Regions from separate parts of the Mus musculus genome. Here region 2 is linked to region 1. A link is a contact called in public HiChIP or PLAC-seq data. All regions are on one chromosome and are shown on one strand. The core of a region is the stretch at or near the end of the contact, and the rest is flanking DNA. Distances in the headings are between cores, read along the strand shown. Region 1 holds the start of Zcchc8 (zinc finger, CCHC domain containing 8). Region 2 holds the start of Hip1r (huntingtin interacting protein 1 related).

Region 1 (7,388 bases), core at 2,129-4,628:
CTCCTCAAGCCCTACAAACTGTCTGTCTGTCTGTCTCTGTTTCTGTCTCTTTTCAGGGTTTCACTATGTAGCCCTGACATTCGCAGTGTAGACAAAGCCTGGCTCTGACGTCCCCGAGACCTTACTGCCTGTTTCCCAGGTGGTCATTAACAGGCTGCACCACCACGTCTGGCCCAGAAATCACCTCCAACATTAAACAAAAATTTTACACATATGTGCAGGCGCATGCGCGCGCACACACATATACACACCCCATTAATCTTTTGGTTTTTAACAAAATTTCCCTAACTAATGGCTAGTTTCCTTATAAATTAGGAGACTAGGGAAGAGTATAAGAAAGCAGGTTACATGAATAAGGCCAATATAAGGCCAGCTGACAAAGTGGCTGAGTTGAGGGTCAGATTGCACACACGCCAGCAATACCAAGACTCACGGGATCAAAAGTTCAAGATCCTCAGAGCTACACAGTGAGTTCCAGGACTGCGAGAGACCCTACCTGAAATTCTGGTCTCAGCCTAGCCAGTACACGAACAGACAATAAAACTTCCCAGTTCCAAAGCCTAAAAATATTTCAACTGGACAAGAAGACTCCTATCTGGAACGCCAGCACTTGGGAAGTTAAGGCAGAAGGCATGCCAGGAGTTTGAGAGCAGCCTGGACTACACAGACCCTGCTGGAAAAAAAGGAAGGAAGGAAGAGGGGGGGGGGAGGGACATGGGAAGAAAGGAAAAACGAGCAACTGCTCTACATAAACTAGCAAGTACTCTAGGCTGCAGTGGTAGCACGTGGTTTTAATCCCAGCACTCAGATTAAACCCAGGGCAGCTGGGTTTGAGACCAGCCTGGTATACTGAAAGTGAGTTTCATGCAAAGACTTGGGAGTTCAAGGCTACAAAGTAAAATCCTGACTCAAAAAACAAAATAAATAAAAAATTAATCTAGTAACTTGTTAAATTCCTATCATATGGAGATGCCAGCATTAGTGTAACTGTTATAAGCAGATGTCTGAATACATGCCTCCTGCATTCGATACTTTCTCAAAAGCATATTTCCTTTTCTTCTAAAGTGCTGTGCCTTGCCAGACTTGGCCCTAGGTGTAATCCCAGTACTAGGGAAGGGGAGGCGGGAGGACCAAGAGTTCAAAGTCACCCTGAGCCACACTGTAACCAGAGACCAGCTTAGGCTACAAGAAGACTGTATCAACAAAACAAAAAATGCTCTACCTGCACTGTCTGTAACTGTAAAATATTTAATACGTACTTTACAAATATTAATAAAAATATTTAATGCTAGTGTGGTTGCTCCTGTTATCCCAGCACTTTCAAGGTAGACAAACAAAAACCAATAAGGTTAAGGCCAGTGTAAACATACAGTGGATTCCAGGCTAGTTTGGGTTACAAGATGAGAAACACTGTCTCAGTAAACCCACCCTTGCCTGTCCAAAACAAAATCCCACCAACCAACCACCACCAATAATAACAACAGTAATAATAACAGCTGTAAAGAAATCATCGGCTAACATAACTGTAAACTTATTTTATCTTACCAGAAATGTGTTAAATATGAACAGCTGGGTCTAACTTGCTTCTCTGAATTGTCAAGCAAAAATTTCTGGATTGAGGAAAAAGACCCACTAAGTCTGTTTAGACATTTAACCCACTTACCAGAATTCCTTTATACCCCTAAGTCAACAATAAAGAACCGTTACTGAATTCTTCATTGGATTCTGAGTTGTGGATGATACAAAAATTCCTTTTTCTACAAGGATGCTGTGACTAGAGAAGGAGAGCCAAGAGGCAGCTCGTGTGTAATTTCAAGATGTCATACCTGGGTCTTGTCAGAATGTTCAACTTTCTTTTAAGTTCTTGATGTTATTACTGGTTAAGGAATATCAGTCCTCAGGACATAACAACCAACCACTAAAACTTTCACTTTTGTTATCCAAATGACATAAATGTAAAGGAAGGCCCCGTAATCAGTACTTTGAAGGAAAAACACTGGGTACATGTTTTGCCGAGGGCAGGACAACTGGACCTGAACATTAAATAAGGTCTTCATCTCTTTGAACATATATTCTAAGACATGGTCCTGGAGTTCAGAAACAGTCTAAGAGATGAACCAAAAATTTCAGTTAGACCGCGGTGTTCCCGGAACAAGTTGAAGCAATTAAGAAAAATTTCCACGTCAAAGCATAAAGATAAATGATAAAGTTAATATAGCAAAATGTTTGCAAGAATGTGAGAGAACCCCTACGGATATGAAATACACAATCCTTTCAACTCTCTAGTATTTTATAAATTTTCATAATAAAGTGTGTCACGGAAAATGGTTTCATGAAAAAAAAATCAGACTTGAACTTCAAAAGTTGACATAACAACCATGCTCAGGGTTCAGGCTAAGTTCCAAAAGGAAAGTTACCTGAACCAAAACTACCTAAGAACGGGAAATTAACATACTAGCAAACCCACAAACGTTATAATCACGTTAATAAAGTCAAAGGGAATTTTGGCGCGTTTTTCCCGGAGCACCGGGAGGCAAGTTAGCTCAAGAAATCAAAACGATCTGGACAATTTAGCAAGTCTCTTCGCATGCTAAATCTTTAAGGTCGTCCCCCCCGCGCCCCGATTCTCCATCACAGTGGGCACTCGTAGCTTTCGTCCCTCCACAAATCATCCCACTCCCCGGCTGCGACGCCCCGCACCTTCAAACGCACAACTACACTACGACTCGTCTCTTCTCGAGCTTGGCACGCAAAGTTAGAAAACACGGTGACCTCCAAGACCGGGAGAGAAGTGTCTCCAGTGTCACAACAGTTGAGAGCAGCTTTGAGTTGGGGGGCCAGGGTGGTGTGCACTGGAGGACGCTCGCGGGGAAGGGATCGCGCGCGGGCCGCGGATGCAGCTTCTGCAACCGGACCGAGACTCCCGCCCGCCCGCCAGGTCGCGGGAGGAAGGACTTCGAATGCTAATCTTCTTGGAAATTCCGCCGTGTCCCCCGCCCGCCGCCACCCAGACCCCGAGTGCCAAGTGACACCCGGCCCATCGCGCCGGAAGGATATTCTCGGCGCGGAGCTGCTCGATGGTGGCCTCGCAGCGCCGGAGCTGCTCCTGCAGCTCCGCATCGCCCACCCCGTTCTCGTCGTCGTCGTCGTCCTCTTCCTCCTCGTCGTCCTTGAACCGGGTGTGAACGGGCTTCGGCGTCGACTCCTCTGGTGGGTCAAACGCCTCGAAGAGCTCTAGGTCGCCAAAATCCACACCGGCCGCCATCTTGGGCTGTGGGAAAGCTTGGAGGGCAGGGGGCGAAGGTTGGAGGCCAGAGCCGCTCTCCCTGGAGGCTTTTCTCCACACACAGGCCTCCAAAGCCGTCTAGGGGCGGGTCCTGGACGGAGACTACAACTCCCAGAATGCCAAGGCCGCCCTCATGCCTCTTTCCGAATGGGCCACAGAGCGTGGCATTCTGGGATATGTAGTTTCTAAGCGACGGGACTCATTGTTTGCGTTGCACACTGGGATTGCTCTTTTTAAAAAAACGGTTCTGAATGAGTTAAAACAATATGGATTGTCCCCGTTAGGCGTTTAAAGCTGAAGGAATCAAAGCCGGATACATGGCTTTGACAAAATGTGGTGCGGTTCCCCAGCGTCGAAAAGAGAAGACAGGAACTCTACCTTTGCCGTAGATAAATGTGCTCTCAGACACAAGCCACTTTATTTTGCTTGTTTCATTTGTAAATGAATGAAAAATGAAGTTATTCCACTGCCTACTCTCATGAACTCCTATCAGGGACGAAACAAACAGAAAAACCAGAAAACCCTTTATTATGTTTCTACTTTCATATGCCGCTGGATTTGAATGGATATTTTCGTCATCACATGTTAAAATCACCGGAAATTATAACCTGTAACAAATAATGTCAGGTTAGTTATGGTCTCTGTTGGAGGCCAGCTCCTGTAGCGCGTTTAGTGATCCAAGGAGGGGTTGATGATATTAATGTAAATCAGACAGACAGACACAAACACACACACACACACACACACACACACACACACACACACACACACACGGTGAAGCAAGGCTTCAACAAGCGTCAACAACTTTATTACTTCTCCCATAACTTATATCTTCCAGCAAAATCTCCCAAGTAGTACAAAGATTACAATGTGGCTACATTTTGTAAGTGAATGATTATAATAAATACACAAGCAAAAAAAAAACCCCAAAAACAAAACAAACAACCCCCCCCCCCAAACCCAGCATGTTACACCATACCTTTTACAAGATTGAAAGTCTTAGGTATTATAAGTGAAAAAAAAAATTAAATAAATTATAATAGATTAAGTGTAAGCAAGCAAGCTACTTTTTCTCAGCCAGTTCTTGTACTACCAGGCTACAATTTGCAGTTATAATGAAAAGATCAATTATTTATCTTTTAAAATAATCTTATAAAAGAGTATTTAGAATCAGAAATCTAAGCTTGTGTGTGTGTATGGTGTCTGTGTGTGTGTGCACGCATGCACACAGAGGCAAGGTTTTTCTGTGTACCCGTGGTTGACCTGGAACTTCTGTGTACCCATGGTTGTCCTGGAACTAGCTCTGTAGACCAGGCTGTCCTCAAACTCACCAGCCTCTGCCTCCCAGGTCCTGGGTTTAAAGACTTAAGCTACCACCACCTTCCTACTTTAAATCCTCAGTTGTACACCCACTCACTGATTTTTTTTTATCAAATTATATCAGGAAGATAAAGGTAAAAATAGATACAAGTAATTATCACTTGATGACCCATCCAGCCTTAGCAAGAAAGCCACATAAGCTAAGAACTAGCTCAGCTACCATTGTTCTTGTTCCCTGACCTCAAAAAAATTCCTGGTTCAACTTTCAAAAGTATACCAGTCTGGATATTAAATTGTTCCCCAAAGTCCTATATATCAAAGCAAAAACTTTTTTTTTTTTTTTAGTATTTTATTTTTATTTTATACGCATTGGTGTTTCACTTCATGTATGGCTGGATGAGGGTGTCAGGTCCCATAGAACTGGAGTTACAGATAGTTGTGAGCTGCCATGTGGGTGGCATGAATTGAACTCAGGTCTACTGGAAGAGCAGCCAGTGCTCTTAACTTCTGAGTCATCTCTCCAGTCCCTAGCAAAAACATCTTAACCTAACTTATACTAACAATTTACATCTCCGAGTTCTTTCTGAGGGTGGGGGTTGAATCATGAACCTGTTTCAGCAGCATTGCTTGAAAAACATCACTCATCAACAGTGCCAATGACACTGCCCAATGAGTGGTTGGAAGCCCCTCAGAGTTTTCCTACAGTTCTTAGATTATGAGGGATGAGATGACTGTGAGGGGAACAAGCAGAGTGAAACCTCCACACCACCACGGAGTCCTCAAAACATGTAGTTCTCAGCACACCTATCGTGGTGTGCTAACCGGTGGGCCAAGTTCCATGGGTTAGCTCTTTTTTCTTTCTTTCTTTTTTTTTTTTTTAAGATTTATTATTATATGTAAGCGCACTGTAGCTGTCTTCAGACACACCAGAAGAGGGCGTCAGATCCCATTATGGATGGTTGTGAGCCACCATGTGGTTGCTGGGATTTGAGCTCAGGACCTTTGGAAGAACAGTCAGTGTGCTTAACCGCTGAGCCATCCCTCCAGCCCCGCATGGGTTGGTTCTAATGCTGTTCTGCTTTTCCTCCTGTGGCTGAGATCAGGTGGCATATTTAGAAACAGGAATTCAAGGCCATCTTCAGAGACAGTGTTTGAGATGTGCCTGAGCTACAGCAAACATCCTGACTTTTCCCTTTAAGAGATAGAAGGAAAAAAATGAAAATGAAAAATGAAAATGAAAAAAAAAAGGGGGGGGTAAAAAGTAAAAAAGAAAAAAAATACTGTTAGTGTTAGTGAAGAACTGAAATATGAAAGATTAAATGAGCGAATGCATGCCAAGTGTAGAGAAGAAAATGAAGATCTGGGGGCCTGGAGAGATGGCTCAGTGGTCAAGAGCACCTACTGCTATTCGTAGAGATCCTGAGTTCAATTCCCAGCAACCACATGGTGGCTCACAACCATCTGTAATGGGATCTGATGCCCTCTCCTGGTTTGTCTGAAGACAGGTACAATGTACTCATATACAATAAACAAATCTTTAAAAAAAAAAAAAGGAAAGAAAGAAAGAAAGAAAGAAAGAAAGAAAGAAATGAAGAACTGGGTTTGTCAAAGCAGTAAATAGGGTGGGAAGGCAGAGTGTAGCAAAATGACCCTCTTACACTCGGCAAGTTCTCCTAGATTGCCTATCAGCTAAAGTCATTTAAACATGTAAAAGATGCTCTCTGCATAACAGCAAACTTGCCTTCTTACGTGTCTTGATGAAAGGCTAGAGAACAAGGACAAGAATTAAGTGGAGTCAGCTGGGCGTGGTGGCGCTCGCCTTTAATCCCAGCACTTGGGAGGCAGAGGCAGGAAGATTTCTGAGTTTGAGGCCAGCCTGGTCTACAAAGTGAGTTCCAGGACAGCCAGGGCTATCGAGAAACCCTGTCTCGAAAAACCAAAAAAAAAAAAAAAAAAAGAATTAAACGAAGTCTAGCAAAGAGATTGATAGGTTTTTCATAGTAAAAGAGGAAATTCTAGCTTGTGGGGCACTGGGTGAGCATGAGGTCCTAGAGGCTGTAGCTCACTAGCTGGAGGTTTCTGATTTGTAGGAAAACCCTGAGCGTTTTGCTCTTCAGTATGGAAATGGAGTAAGGGAAGTGTCTTAGGGTTTCTATTCCTGCACAAACATCATGACCAAGAAGCAAGTTGGGGGAGGAAAGGGTTTATTCGGCTTACACTTCCATACTGCTGTTCATCACCAAAGGATGTCAGGACTGGACCTCAAGCAGGTCAGGAAGCAGGAGCTGATGCAGAGGCCATGGAGGGATGTTACTGGCTTGCTCAGCTTGCTTGCTTGCTTATAGAACCCAAGACTACCAGCCCAGGGATGGCACCACCCACAAGGGATCCTCCCTGCTTGATCACTAATTGAGAAAATGCCTTACAGCTGGATCTCAAGGAGGCATTTTTCAACTAAAGCTCTTTTCTCTGTGAAAACTCTAGTTGACACACAAAACCAGCCAGTACAATTGATCCCTTATCACCTTGACACACAAACACATCACTATTAAGTCTCAACCTTTACTTTCTTATTCATCCCCAAGATCTAAATAACTTTAAAAGTCCCACAGTTGTTGCAAATTCTTACATATTAACATTTCAAATTATTTTTTTTAAAGATTTATTTATTATTATATCTAAGTAAGTACACTGTAGTTATCTTCAGATGCACCAGAAGAGGGCTTCAAATCTCATTATGGATGGTTGTGAGCCACCATGTGGTTGTCGGAATTTTAACTCA
Region 2 (7,388 bases), core at 1,831-4,330, 250 kb after region 1:
ATGCACCAGGGTTAAGATGGGGTGGCCTTCCAGAGGAGTCTATCAAGTGGCAGCACACATGAGTCAGCCCAGTTAAGGAGGACCTGTGGGTTCTCCTCCAGGTAACGCTTAAAACACAGACAGGATCTGTAACCCTACCTACTGGGGGCCAGGCCCAAGGATGGCAAACTTAGGGTACAGAGGGAGTTCAGTGCCAACTCAAGCAACTCTAGTGAGACCTGACTTCAAAACAAAGTAGAAAGAGGACTGGAAATAGAGCTCATGGTTAGAACGACTTTCCCAGCATGCACAAGGCCCTGGATTCCATCCCTGGTCCCTCGCACATACAAATTCATTGTGAGCACACCATGTAGCTTTGGAGGCCCTGGGAGATAACTGGGTAAGTAAGCCCTGCTTGCGTTCTGGTAGGGAGGGAACACAGATCTTAAGTAGTCACGTGGAAGACTGGTGTTATGAAATAGAATGGTGAGATACTGAGACATAGGTCAGGGTGGAGGAGTCAGGGAAGCTTCCCTAGAGAAGTAGCATCTGAGCTAGCTGCAAGGTAAGCAGCCACTCAACCAGGCAGACAGGAAGAGAATTCCAGCTATAGTAACAGCATGTGCAAGGTCCCTGAGGCTCTGGAAGGAGCATGATGCATGCGCAGACTTGAAAATCCAGAATGGCGCAAGACGGAACTGCAGAGGGGCTGGGTGCATCCTGTCTGTGTGTCAGCGAGGTGGTAGCTACCGCAGCACACAGTCATTTTCAGTGAGCCCCAAAAAACTTTGCCCAGTTGGGGTCTAATTTGTATTCCCCTGGGGGATGATTAAACAGCGATTACAATTTACTAAAAGGGGGATGGCAGCAAGTTAGTGACATTCAGTCAACCACCAGGCCCCTCTGCTCAAAAGGTCTGGAGATGGGCTGGCGAGATGGCTCAGCAGGTTAAGAAACACTGACTGTTCTTCTGAAGGTCCTGAGTTCAAATCCCAGCAACCACATGGTGGCTCACAACCACCCATAATGAGATCTGATGCCCTCTTCTTGTGTCAGAAGACAGCTACAGTGTACTTATGTATAATAATCAATAAATCTTTGGGCCAAAAAAAAAGAAAAAGATGTCTGGAGGTGAACCTTAATAAACAAGACAGTGGAGTTTCCATCTTTGTGCCCCGGAAATGCTTTTTCTAATAGCATACATTAACAGTAAAGTCTTCACTCTGTTCTCTACTCTGTGGGGCTGGTTTATTCTTTCAAAACCTTCATTTTATATGCCAACTCTTTTTAAGTCACTATATAAACTGGGTTGGCCTCATTTACACAGAGGCCACCCCTGCCTCAAAAATGCTGGATTTAATGGTCCCATGCTTACCCTCACACCTGTTTGTTTGTTTGTTTTTAATTAAATTGATGTGTTTATTTTGTGTATATGTGCATGTGCATACCACAGCTTGAATTAAAGGTCAGAGGACAACATGCAGGGATCATTTCTCTCCTTCCCCCATGGGGGTCCTGGACATTGAACTCAGGACCTCAAGCTTGGCAGCAAGCACCTTTACTTTCCCATTTTGTTGACCCTCAAGCCCATTTTTAAAAAACAAGGTCATGTACCAGGTGCTTTACTAGGTATGGAAAGCAGAAGGCTGGTCAGCACAAGGCCACCTTGACCTTCAGCTACTCAAAACCTCACCCGCAGATACATTGTAATAGCCATAGGGACTCCAGTATCATTACAAGTGTGCTTGTCTGGAAACCTGGCCGATCTGAGACCATATCCTGAAGGCATCATTTTGCAACAGTGTGAACCTAGGCTCGAAGCCCTTCCCCTTTTTTTTTCTTGGTCTGCAAAAATACCACCAAAACTTTAAGATTGAATGGGGTCCTGCTGACTGGATGCCTGAACACCACGCCCAGCGCAGTAATAGCCTCTATTGACGAAAAAGAATGGGAACTTTTGATAATGACAGGCCACTGTAGTAGATGTTCTATACCCAGTGGGGGCTGGTCTTTTGTATGGAAATCACAGGATAACTGGTTTTTGTCCCGTGTGAGAAAAAGAGTCCGAGAAACAGCTGGCACAGAACAAATCGGCTCATCTGTTGTGTTGTGTGTTTTTTTTTTTTTTTTTGACCATGGCTATTTAGTGACTTGCTGAGGATTAGGGACAAGATAATAGGTATAAGGGGTTTAGCCCCATACCTGGCAAATAGGTTTTAAGTATCGGCTGTTGTTGTTACTCCTCATATTTTGGCAAAGGAGCTTTTCATTGATTGGTATTAGATAAAGCACGGCTAATCTCTTAGTGGCAAAGACAGCCTTGTCCAACTCTGAAATGTTGAGTGGATGTCAACACAGTAAGGAATGAGCAATGGGAAAGAAAGGGTCCGTCTGGGTCCTCAGAGAGCGTCACCTGACCTAGGAGACAGACGGTCAGGTGTCTAACTCATGACAGCATTTCCTATCTCAGGGAGTTGATACTTCATCTCAAAAAGCAAAGACTTGAAGAGATGGCTGGGCTCCCAACAAAAAAACCAAAGAAACCTGCAGCGTGGCTACTGACCAGACTCAAGGAGACAAGACTCTTATTTGTTCCAGTTTTCCCCCTACAGGTGTAGAGAAAGACCCAACGTGATTTTTCCTTTCTTTGGGGAGATGGTAAGAAGGTATGTAGCCAAGCTAAGTGGGTATTTGTCCTTGCATCTGATCTGTCAGAATTAGGGAACTGGTGTGTTGGGGAATCCTGGAGAGCTAGAATTGTGCAAGGAGACAAGGACAGGTGTGCAAGGGACACTCCCAGGAAGTCCCGCGGGAACGAAGCGGATGCAGAGTCTTGGGGTTCAAGGAGTCCCGGGGGACCAGAAGGGGTGCCGGATGGGGCGTCCCCGGGGACTGGAAGGGTGCAGGGCAGGGCGTACTGGGTGACAGAGGGTTGCATGGCAGGGTGTCCTGGGAGTCCTAAGGGACCACAGTGGTGGCTACTAGGCATCCTAGGGTTGATCAAGGGATGCAGTGGGCGGGGCACGCCAGGAGTCCCGGGGACCCGGCGGGGGCGGGGGGCGGAGCGTTCGGAGCCGGGGAGGGCGGGGCGTCGGTTGGACAACCGGAGTGACTGGCGGGAGGGGCTGCGGCTCCTCCCCGTGCGGCGCGGCGCGCGGCCTCCGTGTGCCTAGGCTTGAGGCGGGCGGTGACGCCTCATTCGCGCGGAGCCGGGCCGGGACACGGTCGGCGGCAGCATGAACAGCATCAAGAATGTGCCGGCGCGGGTGCTGAGCCGCAGGCCGGGCCACAGCCTAGAGGCCGAGCGCGAGCAGTTCGACAAGACGCAGGCGAGCGCGGGCACGGGCTGGGCGGGCGGTGGCGGCGGCGGCCCTCGGTGCGCTCGGCCCTGCGCGGACGGTTGCGGGCTCCGCGGCCCCGGGCGGCGCAGGTGACCGGAAGCCGCGCGACAGCGGGGCTGGGCTCCGGGATGCGGACGCGGCCCAGGTGCGCACGGCCGCGCGGGGCCCGGAGCGCCCTCTGCTCGCCGCCGCCTTTCCAGGGAAGCTCCCGGCTTCCCTCGCTGCCGAGCTGTTCGCACGGCCGCACAGTATCTTATTATCTGCTCGGGTGAAAAGTTTCACGTAGGTCGCCAGACTTGTTTGCCCGCGCGGGGGCCCACTTATAAATAGGCTGCCACCCCCTCGTTAAACACCGGCGCCTGACAGACGGAAACTTCCCAGGCTCCTTTCCTGCGCTCCCACGCGCCGCTCTCCCAGGAGAGGGCCCGACCCGAGAAGGTGGCGTGGAAAATTGAATAATGGCCCTGATGCGCATTCATTCATGCATGGCTTCTGGGGACCCACTGTGCAGGTGTTGCTTTGGTTTTGGGTTTTTTTTTTTTTTTTTTTTTTTAAGACAGGGTCTCATGTAGCCCACGCTAGCCTTAAAAATCCTCATCCTCCTGCTTCCAGACGACCACCACCAACACGTCTGCTTCCCTCCTTTTTGTTTTACAAACTCTGCCCTGTTCTTAATTAAGTCTTGGGTGGACTCATGGAGGTTGGCGGGGGGGGGGGGGTGCGGGGCGCGGAGGGGTGTCACTACTTATTTGACTACGAAGTCAGCCCAGACCGAAATGGCTGCTTTTTTTTTTTTTTAAGCTTTAGCAATAAAGGAAGCCAAAGACTCCTCCCACCTGTATCTGAAGCAGGTTGGTGACATTTGCATTTGTGGGTGCCCCACTGGCGAGTTCCTTCCCCCTTGGTCAGAGCAGAGAGCAAGGACTCTCTGTGGTTGCTTTCAAAACAAGTTAGCACAAGCAGTCTCCACTAGCTTTCAGTTTTGAAATAACAAAACGGGAGGCCTCTCACCTTTGTGCTTATGATGGACAGGGATAAGGATAAAACCTCAGGACGGGAGGGCTCCGAGCGAGCATGCCAAGTTGCCAGTACCAACCTGGCTTCGAATGATTAATTTATCCGTGTGATCTCCATCTGGTCCAGCCTGGATTCCCCACCATAAAAAACAAACATGGCGTTTGATGTGAAGTCATTAATACATAATTAATTGTGCTAGTAAACTCGCAGAGCCTAGAGAGAAATACTGTTGGCACGGAGGATCTGTTGTCAAGAGCTTGATTTATTCAGTGAGTTTTAGAATTTTTTTTTCTCTCCTGCTTTTAAGCAGGTGCAGAGAATGCTGATTGCTGCAGGAAGAGATGGGAGAGGAGATGGGCTTTTAAAGGTCAAGTTCATTGATCTTCTTAAATGACTATGTCAAGGGTAACCTTCCTGAATGTCAGAGGGACAATCTCTGATACGGGACCACATGAGGTTGGTGGCTGGTTTGTAATTAAGGGAGTTCTCTTGACCTGCTTTGCCCACTTTTAAAACTCTTACTGTGTTTATTTATTTATTTATTGTGTGTATGTGTGGACGTCAGAGGACAACTTCTCTCCTCTCCCCGTATTGGTTTTAGGAATCAAACCCAAGTTGTCAAGGCAGTAAGCGCCTTTGCCTGCTGAGCCATCTTGCCTGCCCTCCCTGTGTCTTTGAGTGATGAAGAGGGTTATTCATGAAGTATAACTTTGTACTGAGGAGTCTCACAGGACTCACCCACTCGAGAGCAACTTTTTCCCAGGAGAGTTTGAGGCCAGCATCTGGGTATGCCTGTCTTCACGGTGACTTAGTGAGGGCTGTAAGAACATAGTTTTGCAAGTGGTTAATATTTAATTAGCTCATTCCCAGAAATATCTAGCAAGCTGCCAGGCAGGCTCCTTGCAAGAAAGACCTAGAGAGCCCTGGTTTACTGCTTCCGTGTGTCCTTTGGGACAGAAAATGGCACATCTGATCCTGGGACCTGCCTCCCTTTGGGACACACCTCCTGTCTTGACATTGATGTTTGGCAGGGTGGTGACTGTGGAATAGCTAGCTTAGATTTGAAGTCCTCAGCCGCCTGCCAGCCTCTCCTCTTGGGCTCCCGGGGCCAGGAGGAAAAGGAGTGCTTACATGTTTGCTCTGTGGACAGGACACACCCTGTTTTGCAGAGAGCTCTGTGGTTACCTCTCAGGAGTGTGGAGGGAGGCAGTCATCCAGCCTTCTGGCAGCTGGCGCTTCAGTTATGAGTTTCTGACCCCAGTGGCATGTCCCGGAGACAGTGTCCCAGAGGCAGTCTGTTCTGCCTCTTTAGTCCCTTCGTTGATAAAACCCCTTTTCAAATTGATTATAAAATGCTACACAACTCATTGTACCTGTATTCTGCATAGTATACCTTTGGAAAAAGAAAGACATTCTGACTTCATGTAGCACCCTTGTAGACAGGGGAGATCAGATCTCATGTGTTTGTTCACCTTGTGGTGGGCAAGTTGCTTGATGATAGAGTCTGCTACTGCTGCTTCAGAAAACAGGGCTAGTTCTGTGTTTCTGGATAAATGTACTCTGAGATAGGTTGAGTCATGTCCTTGCAAAGATGACCACAGCCTAACTAACTGTGTTATTTGCGTAATTCAGATTGTAGATGAAATCAAGTTGCTTATCTGACCCTGAGGTGGCTGGTTTGATGAGTCCCAGGTGGGCCCTGCATAGCAGGGTCCCTAAATGCAGATGAGGGAGGCTGGGAGGCAAGTGGCTACAATGGCTGGAGGTTAAACTCTACAGGTGGGTTGAAGGAGCCAACAGCTAAGGAGTAATGCCCTCCTTTATAAACTGGGAAAGGTGAGGAACCTACACAGAGAAACCCAGACCTACTGGTGCCAGCTTTTAGGGCTTCACTACCCATCCTAGGGGCTGGCAATGTAGTTTTGTGGATTGATCCCCGCACCACATAAATTCATCATGGGGGCACAAGCTCCATCCTTAGCTACAAGGCCAGCACTCAGGGGCAATAAAACATTGCAGACTTGTGGCCAGCGGGAAGAACTGTTAGGATGTATCAGTGCTTTTTTTTTAGGGCACTAAAACTGTAGCAATTTGTTACAGCAGCAACAGGGGGATAATACATCCAACACCGTAAAAATAAGTAGTGTCTAGCACATAGTAGGGTGTCAGCAAATAGTTGGCCTACTGTTCTCCCCTCCCTCCACCCACAAAGTTCAAAATCTGGGACCTCTCTGAAAGAGGTGAGCGGTCTTTGGAGCACACTGTGCTGCTAGAAGCCATGAACATCCTAATTGTAGTTTCCTTTCTGTGGAAACACACAGTTGCCCTTTTTGTTGCTTCTCTGAGCTTCTGATTTACCCACAGCATGCAGAGGCAGAGGGGAGGGATCTTCTCCCAGGTCAGGCTGAGAGAAGCCCTTTAATCAAGGTGCAGGGTTAAACCCAGGGCAACATCAGCTTCCAAGGTGAAAGGGTGAGGGGTGAGGGGTGGGGTGAAGGCGGCCCACTGGGAGCCAGCTTCTGAGCTAGAAGTACTTCTTACCTTCCGATTTCCAGGTCAGTGACGCATTTCTTCAGCAGCTCCCCTCCCCCCTCCAGGGAACAAACTCTTGTAAAGATTAACATTTATTGACAAGTCCCCTTGCTACAGTAGCACTGAATAGATGCAGAAGAGGGGCCACATGTGTAAATACTCAGATGTCTGCTGGCTTCTAGAAAAAAGCAAACAGGCAGGTGAAGTTCATTTGGATTGTATCTGACTTCGCCCAGCTTAGCCTTGAATAATCCATCTTCCCACTGGAGCACTGTTAAGGGTGAATGGGATTTTTCTCATTTTGTGTCTCCGAGGAGTCTTAGCCCCGGGGGCAGTCAGCAGCTGCCTGTGGACAGGGGCCGGTGTGAGTAGCAGCAGACCTCAGGCAAATGGGGGTGATGTGGTTGGGGGCAGAGCCCCGAGCGTTGGTATGGTGTGGAGTTGCCTCAGCCAGGTGATTCTCAGGACCCACTTAGCAGAGGCAGGACACACGGGAGCAAGCAGGTGTCTGGAACCTGC

Evidence for each region. HiChIP or PLAC-seq counts read pairs in DNA pulled down with a chosen protein or histone mark.
Region 2: a contact with region 1 is called in a FOXA1 HiChIP or PLAC-seq map of pancreatic cancer cells. The contact joins the promoter of Hip1r here to the promoter of Zcchc8 in region 1. A contact is called at or near these places in 2 of 39 promoter capture datasets (neutrophils and pre-B cells), 1 of 115 datasets of contacts at active chromatin or transcription factors (pancreatic cancer cells) and 1 of 9 other capture datasets (adipose tissue).

What each region holds. Positions count from the first base shown.
Region 1 is chr5:123,717,666-123,725,053 of GRCm38.p6, forward strand. It overlaps Zcchc8 (zinc finger, CCHC domain containing 8), which reads right to left and starts at 3,379. Exons shown (of 14, transcript NM_027494.3): 1 at 3,058-3,379; 2 at 1,827-1,869. The coding sequence starts at 3,265.
Region 2 is chr5:123,970,548-123,977,935 of GRCm38.p6, forward strand. Hip1r (huntingtin interacting protein 1 related) reads left to right here and starts at 3,081. Exons shown (of 32, transcript NM_145070.3): 1 at 3,081-3,308. The coding sequence starts at 3,216. It overlaps Gm46922 (a long non-coding RNA gene), which reads left to right and starts at 3,321. Exons shown (of 3, transcript XR_001784954.1): 1 at 3,321-3,831; 2 at 4,122-4,171; 3 at 4,645-4,931.